2 separate regions of the Mus musculus genome follow, and region 1 is linked to region 2. The links are chromatin contacts, called in public promoter capture Hi-C maps. All regions are on one chromosome and are shown on one strand. Each heading gives the region's core, a stretch centred on a gene start, on an enhancer-like site or on the middle of the called end of the contact. The rest is flanking DNA. Distances are from core to core; before and after follow the strand shown. Region 1 overlaps Gm35299 (a long non-coding RNA gene). Region 2 overlaps Ssr3 (signal sequence receptor, gamma).

Evidence for each region. Capture Hi-C pulls out chosen DNA fragments and counts their contacts.
Region 1: a promoter capture Hi-C map of liver shows a contact between it and region 2, with 5 times the contacts expected there. The contact joins two enhancer-like sites. A contact is called at or near these places in 2 of 39 promoter capture datasets (liver and pre-B cells) and 1 of 9 other capture datasets (liver).

The regions. Positions count from the first base shown.
Region 1 is chr3:67,541,863-67,546,164 of GRCm38.p6, forward strand. The region is part of intron 2 of Gm35299 (a long non-coding RNA gene); the gene reads right to left. Among named protein-coding and RNA genes, the nearest start is that of Gm35299, 9.4 kb to the right of the region's middle. Within about 2 kb of position 1,844, at least 5 of the 459 cell types and tissues checked have an H3K27ac peak or open chromatin away from gene starts, as enhancers often do. A contact at or near this core is called in liver, where this site is marked.
Region 2 is chr3:65,379,443-65,383,246 of GRCm38.p6, forward strand. It overlaps Ssr3 (signal sequence receptor, gamma), which reads right to left. Exons shown (of 5, transcript NM_026155.3): 4 at 3,550-3,681; 5 at 215-2,592. The coding sequence ends at 2,526. Among named protein-coding and RNA genes, the nearest start is that of Ssr3, 11 kb to the right of the region's middle. Within about 2 kb of position 1,844, at least 23 of the 459 cell types and tissues checked have an H3K27ac peak or open chromatin away from gene starts, as enhancers often do. A contact at or near this core is called in liver, where this site is marked.

The sequences.
Region 1 (4,302 bases), core at 594-3,093, 2.2 Mb after region 2:
AGCCACACTCATGTGAGTGGGATTTTTTTTGTATATTTATAAACATTTTTATTATTTTAAATTGTTTATTCCCTAAGTGATGAATATTTAGATGAGAGTCAAATACATTGAATCTTCCTGTTTTTTATTTTTATTTTTATTTTATTTTATTTTATTTTATTTTATTTTATTTAGACCTTGATCTGAATGATTCTGAAATTTGTTTTGTTTGTGAGACAGGATCTCATATAGCCCAGATGGCCTTGAACCTCCAATACAGCTGAGGATAGTCTTGAACTCGTGATTTTCCTGCTGCCCTCTTAGGTGTACTCTAACTTCAGGTGTACTCTTTGCATCTGGCCTTGTATTTAGATGTTTAGGAGGTAACTTTTGCCGCTTAGTCAGTGGTTGATTTGGGAAAGCTTCACATTTTAAAACAGTTTTAGGTGTGACAGAAAATAATCTCTAATGGTACACGGTTCACTTGTCTAAAAATGTAGTTCTTAATTCCTTCATGGTAGTCTCCCAGGTTTTTTTTTTTTTCCCCTTAATTTTTCAGTGTCTGGGATGTCCCATACCAGCACTTCTTTTATATTTTTTGATCAAGATTCCTATAATCCAGTAAAACTGTAAACGTGAGCTTTGTCCCCATAAGTAGGATAGGCTTGGGGTTTGAGTTCACATAGAAAACCATCTTTCATTCTCAGTACTGCAAAACGAACACCAAGAAGCAGAGAATTTACTCTGCTTTATTCAAGATAACTCTTGGACACCGTCAGGTGGGCGTGAGGCATGCGTGCGAGCATAGCTGTTCCAGACCCTCTTTCTTGGAGATGGATAAGACTGGCTCATGTCCCATGGACACCTGGTTGGGTCATGGAGATCTAATGATCACACCCCACCCAACTACTTCAGTTCTCTCTGTAGCACATGACTATACATTTCAAACATCTCCTTTTGAACTCGACAGAATCTCTAATGAGATATTTTAAAACTTAACCCAATTGGCCTCAGTCATTTACCGATTCATCTGGAGCTATCCTGGATAATTTATTCTCTACTTGAGAAACTGAAAGGATCCGTATTGGTTGTGAATCATGTAGTCTGAAGATTTTCCTCCTACTTAAAAAAAAACAAAAACAGAAACCTATATAATCTATGGAACAGGGATTGTACAACTTTCTCTACTGTGTCATTATGCATTGTAACCTACTGAGCAGACTGCGGTTTATTTGACCTCCTGGCATCCTCATAGGTGGGTAGAAACAGTGTGGGTCCCAATCCAGAACTATAATCACTCTGAATGAAGAAACAAAGTAACCATATGTGCTACATTTGGGGAAGTAGGAGTGAGCTAGGGTAATGTTTTTATTTATTTATTTATTTATTTATTTATTTATTTATTTATAAATATAGAAACACAGGATTTCCCTTTGATTTCCTGATGAAGTCAATCATTCTGAGTGCTGAAGGCATTTGACTTCATCCTTACTATGGAGTCACACTGACTTTAGTCTAATCTACCGTAGCCCTGAACTCCCCTTGCCCACTGACTCTCTTATCCTTCTAAGGGTGGGTGGAAACTCCCCAAAGTAGGTCAAGGGTGTTCCGTCTCTAAGCTGCCTCACTCCTATCTGCTCCCAGCTCCTCCTCCTCGCCCAACTTGCAACTAACTGCACCTTGTTACTTTTGCCAACATTATTCCTGTCAATCAAACGAGTCCTTAAATGAATGAAGTTTAGCGCTTGATTGACAGGATTGTTTGCTTAGCCTTGACCTGCAGCTTCAGACACGTATTCTCCACAAGCAGAATAGCTCGAGCAGCAGCTGGAGCAGAGAGGTCAGATCACCAGAGAGAGCTAACATTTTCCGAGCACCCGTGCCAGGCAGCAGATGAAGAACTTTAAGCTAGAGTCAGTCTATGTGCATCCATGCTATCTCCGTGAGCGAGGAGCAGGTCATTTGGCCTGCATTAGGAGCTTGGCAAGGCTGAGTCCTTATGAACTGTTCTGCTAGTACAAACCGTTTCTCACATGTTCAGCATGCTCTGTTCTATACCCTTGACCTGGAAATGTTTAGTAACTTGAGAGAATCATTCTTGGGAGTATGACGTAATTCTCAAATGCAATAGTGTTGAAAGTTTATTCTAGTGGGAGATGTTACATCCTGAAGACTCTCTTCATGAGTTAACTAGGAAGTGAATTTGCTATATAGGTGAGCGTTTGGTCTTCTCCACTCTTGCTCTCTCTTGTCCATATGATGCCTTCAGCAATGTTATTGTACAATGACAACATCATTATCATCATCATCAATAACAACAGAACCAAATAAATAAAACTCTGTATCAGTCAGGGTTCTTGTTATGGTTTGTATGTGCTTAGCCCAGGGAGTGGCACTATTAGAAGGTGTGGCCCTGTTGAAGTAAGTGTGGTCCTGTTGGAATAGGTGTATCACTGGGGGTGTGGGCTTTAAGCTTTAAAACCCTCATCCTATGAGGCCTGGAAGCAGTATTTTGCTAATATATATATTTGAACGGCTTATAGCCAAAAAATGACTGTCTACCGATGAAAAGTCCAAGAGTCCAGTAGATGTTCAGTCCATGAGGCTGAATGTCTCAGACCATCTTCAGTGATGTCAAAATTTTGAAGAAGTAGGTTCCAATGCCAGTGGAGGAACGGACTTGCCAGAAAGAGTGAGGGCAAGAAGATCCCTGGAATTTTAGTTAATTCCATATGTAGTCGACAACAAAGAATAGCTACCACAGCATCTCATCAAATGTGAGCCTATCAGATGGTAAAATTCCAGCCTCTATCACTGAGACCAATAGACTTCTGTTCACTCTAAATCAGTGCTAGCCTGACATAGAGCCAACCTGCTTTCTATGGCTGAGATGAAACACCATGACCAAAAAGCAAGTTGGGGAGGAAAAGATTTATTTGGCTTACATTTTCACATCACTGTTCATCACTGAAGGAAGTCAGGACAGGAACTCAGACAGGTCAGAATCCTGGAGGCCGAAGCCGATGCAGAGACAATGGAAGAGTGCTGCTTACTGGCTTTCTCCCCATGGCTTGCTTAGCCTGCTTTCTTAGAACCCAGAACCTTTGCTTAGGGGTGGCTCTACCTACAATGGTCTGAGCCCTCCCACATCAACCACTAATTATGAAAATTCCCTATAAGCTTGCTACAGCATGATCTTAATGAGTCATTTTTTCAATTGAGGCCTCATCCTCTCCAATGACTCTATCTTGGGTCAAGTTGACATAAAACTGTCTAGCACACAACTCAAACAAGCTTCACCTTTGTCCTTGACTCTCATCTAGATGGTGGTGGATGTTTCATTCTCTGACTAAAGGCAGGGATCAAGGCTCTAACAGGAAAACTTGAGGAAGCTCAGTCACACTAACTGGATCATTCAACATTTAGCTGACACACAAACTATATAGATGAGATAACACTTTAATGATGTATGGAACTCTCCATGGGTTAAGATAATCAACATCAATTAATAAATTCTAGATAACATAATTCAAGAGAAAACTCCAGCTGTATTTAGGATAGAGATTTATATGATTCTATCCTGTGCTGGAGTGGTTGAAAGTAAACTCGGATACTCTATAAAGGATGGTTTGCAACAGAAACATTTATCCACACATCAAGCATTTACTAAGAGATTCTGATATACTTGGGCCAGGCAGTAGGAAATAAGACAGTAATCAAAATAGATATGGTAGAAATCAAAGCTTAGTGTTTGTAATGATATTAACAAATAATCATATATAATTGAATGTTATGATAAATTCCTGAAGGAAAGGCATACTAATCTAGGGCAAGGGTTCTTTTGAAGAGAAGTGACGTGTGCTTATGAGATTAGGTAAAGGGTGTGGGGAAGGGAGAATGTTGCAGGTAGAGGGGCAGCCTGGCTTCATGGTCAGAGAGTGACCATATGGAGTACTTGAGGAACTCATAGAAGGCTCATGTAGGAGGGACAGGACATGGAAGAGCTCAATAAATTGAATGAGTAGGAGTCACATATGACTGCAGGCTGAATGTATGTCAACCACATCCCATTTTCCTCTGCTCCATAGAGTTGGGTGATTAGGGTGGGACTTTCATGAAAGCAATGAGTGGCCTTACAAAAGAGACCTAGGGGAGCTTATTTGCCTATATGAGATTAACGAAGATGCTTCCATCTAGAAGGAAACCTTCACCAGGCAGCAGAGCTTCTGGCACTCTGTCCTGGGCTTTCTAGCATTAACAGCTGTGTGTAGTAAGTGCCTGTTATGTGTAAGTGACCTAAGCTAAGGCACGCTGATAGAACAG
Region 2 (3,804 bases), core at 594-3,093:
ATAATGCCTGGTAGGAAGGCCCAGCAGGCACACAGCAGCACACTAGGGCAGGGACGGACTGTTCCTTCCTGTAACTGTGCTACGCCTGTCACTGTCTCAGACATCTGGCCAGAGACTTCAACAGGGCACTTACACGTGTAGGAAAGAGGTCTAATATAAAGTGTGTAATAAATACTCTTATGGTTCACATAAAGAATTACAGAAAAACAAAACACATTTTTAAAAACAAAGTTTAATCATACTTATTAATAACAAGACTTTTTTTAAAATGCAGAGTATAAATTCCACTTCCATCATTTCAGTTAACTTCAAATTATCCTTTCCAAATTAAAACAATATATCAAACAGTACAAGTTGTATATTTAATCCAAGACTTCTATTAAGTTATAAATGAGTAAATCGTGAAATAAAAATTCTTAACACTAAGAGTCTACCTATCACACATATGAGAAAGGAAAGAATGTGAGCACTCTGAATGTCCTATTTTACTGGTGTGATGTATGGGGTCTTTTTATGGTACAAACTCTGCCTGCCACAGATTTCACTGTCTTACTGAACACTTCGTAATCCTATGTGCAATGTTCAATGGTGGAGAAGAGGCTAGAGAGGAGGGGCCACACTTCTAAGTACAAAGGGCTGATACACTGGCTGCATGACTTCACACACAGAAATGTGGTAGCACAGAGTTAGAGAACATGTTCAGAGTTAAAAACAAAGACAGTCGCAGGAAACAGTCAAGACAGAAGAAAACTGCATAATCACTCTCCCAACAAACTTTTGGTTACTACTTAAAATTAAAAATTTGAGGCTGACATCCCGATTTCTTGAGCTTCTGACCATACTGTCAGATAAAGATAAAGGTGGTGACTTTCTCCCCAGCTACACAGGCACCGCCACCTAGTGGCAAGTTCACAGCAGTCACTTAGAAGGAGTTTGGTTTAGCTTTGGTAACATGATGGTTTATCAAATTATCATTTTACCAGCCAAATACTGATTAAAATAAAACAACAAAACAGCCTACCTCATATGTGTTACTGAAATGTACTTTGCTTTGAATCCCTTCTCATTTCCCCATTCATTCCACATTACCTGGAAATGACACTCAGGTAACAATGTATCACTGAAAAGAACTGAACACTTGGAGATAAAATGATTCTCCAGGCAGACAGTAAGGAGTAACATGACTATACAAGTGCACTCCTCTTGAGTTCCCTAAGTAGCACAGACCACAGAAACATCTACCAGCACAGAAACAGCTCTACTCCTTGTAAATATCTTTAAAGTTAAAAATAGAGTCATATGTTCCTCTTAAGTTTACAAGCAGAAACTAGATATTAGTAATATTTCCCTTTACAGAAAGTTCTTGGGTGTGGTGAACGGCAAATAGGAATATGAAATCAGTGATCATAGTGCTGCACTTTGCAAACTGTGAAGTCATTGCATACAAAATCAGAATCTGTACATAATGAGTGGGGAAAAGACATGGGGGGGTGGGGGTTATGACCACACAACATGAGGCTACTCTTTGCTAGACCCCCCCAAAAATGTATGTGATCAGCACTTCACAATTAAAAGGAACCTTGAGCAAACGGGGCTAAGTTTATTAAAGTCCTCATGGAAAAATGCTGACAACCATTTTAAACCACTGTAAATTCTTTGGAGAGCCCAAAGAATTCCAGGGTTACGTTCACAAAAATTCTTTTGGTCTCTCATGTGTCAATAATCACAGTAGAAATACTCTCTCACTTAATATTCTGCCTGTGGTGCGAAAGCCTGGTCATAGACACAATGATCCCAGTGACTTCGCACATCAAACCAACATGGCAGGGTCAAGCTGACCTCCCGGCCACCCAGGGCCAAAGCCATACAGCTGAACAGTGTGTGCTTTGGCCTCACAGGCCAACACTCATAGGCCTGGGTACTATTTTTAGGTAACTACCTTGGCTGCCTTTCTTTTAAAAAAAAAAAAAAAAAGATTCTGCAAGTTTCCCTCCCTCAAATTGGAGAGGCCCTGTAATTTACAATTAACTTTGAGTTATTATAAATTACAAATTTGAAGCCTTGTTAAAAAGAAAATGAGGCTTCTGTTTAATTCCTTAGGAAGAGGATTCACTCTAAGATTTACAGTTCGAAAAGTTGTAATATTGTGCTTGGAACACAGAGAACCAGTTATTAACTTCTTCCTCCTATTATAAATAATAACAGCTCAGTCCAGGTTACCATGACCTCTGACAGATGTAGGAAACAAGTTATTTTCTCCTCGTGATTACAGCACATTGCAAGACTCCTTGCCTTTTAATAAAATGCCCTGGTACTCTGAGTTTCCCTTTCAATTCATTTAATTTCAGCAATCTGTCAAAAACAGCCAATAAACAAACACTGAATTACATTCTACTGCATTTTTAAACCCTGAAGCTCCAGACTATAAAAACAACTTATGTGTCTCCCAACCTGGCCACCCTGATGCTTTCCCATATACCACAGGCCACCCCGAGATACAAAGGCAGAGGGCCAAGCTACATGGTCTATTTGGAGCCAGTAGACAAGAGGGCGATGAGTCCAGATGAAGCACTTATGGACAAAATGTAGTTTCTGTAAGATTTAATGTTAAGGAAAAAAAATGAGACCCCCTAAATTAGGTTTTTAACAATAAGACTTTTCCTTATTGACACAAATATGTAGATGTAGTTGGACTGTCAGTAAACACAATCTACAGCATGGGAGGCTATAAACATGACAAAATACCTACAAGCAATATGCTTCAATACTGAAAAGACACTTGGGACAAACTTAAAACAAATAATAACAAAGAACACATCCTAGTTCCATGTAACCCTCATGGAAGAACTGGTCAAAGAGCATGCAGACAAGCAAAATAGTAAAGGGGAAACCTCTAGTCAATCAGCGTGCTGCTACCAGTCAGCCTATAAGGCAAGGAGGTTCTGAAGGTTCCTGGCTACTTAGAGACTGAGCAAACCATGTTGGGGGCACTCTGGCAAGGTCCACCAGTATTCCCAAAAGATGAGTTGGAAAGTGTCTGATATTTCATTACACCATAAGCTCTGATTATTAAAAAGTCTGGCTGTGCTTTTCTGGATAATACCTTTGATAAAAAAAAATTACTTTAATAAAAAAACAAATAACTCTTGGCCAAAGTTCAATTTAAAAGCATCTTGAACACTATGAAGATATTATAAACTGTGCATTTGTAACTACCCTGACTATCACCTAACCCCCAAAGCCAGCATAAATGACAGAACCAGTGAAGACAGCACATTTACTCTGACTTTGACTCCTTGTAGACAGGAAGGTAGACGAAGTCAGACAGTGTAACATTGCTTTATAACACACTATTTACCATAAAACTACAATTTATAGATTTAAAAAACACTAAGTCAAGCCAGAAACTCTTAAGCTCTAAGTCCACAGACACCTACATATAGTTAATGTTATTTAACTGAGTCTGGTAAGTTTCTGTTTCCACAAGCATACCAGATAGCTTAAAAACACAACAAACTACTGTTTATAGGAAAACTTTCTAAAGGATACACTGTGGGGTTGAAGTTCTTCAGTATAAAGAAGGAAGCAACAATAACCAGAACCAGGAACAGAGTGTTGTTATAGAAGATGGAGAATGTTGTAGCTTCATAATCAGCAACTTCATTCTTCTTCCACAGGATTCTAGAGATACAAGTCAAGTAAGTTTATAAACATGACCAAAACCTTGACATACCAAATGGTTCTCATTCACTAAAAAACAAACCTTTCTTTGTGTTCAAGGGTGAAAATGCATTTTCATTTATT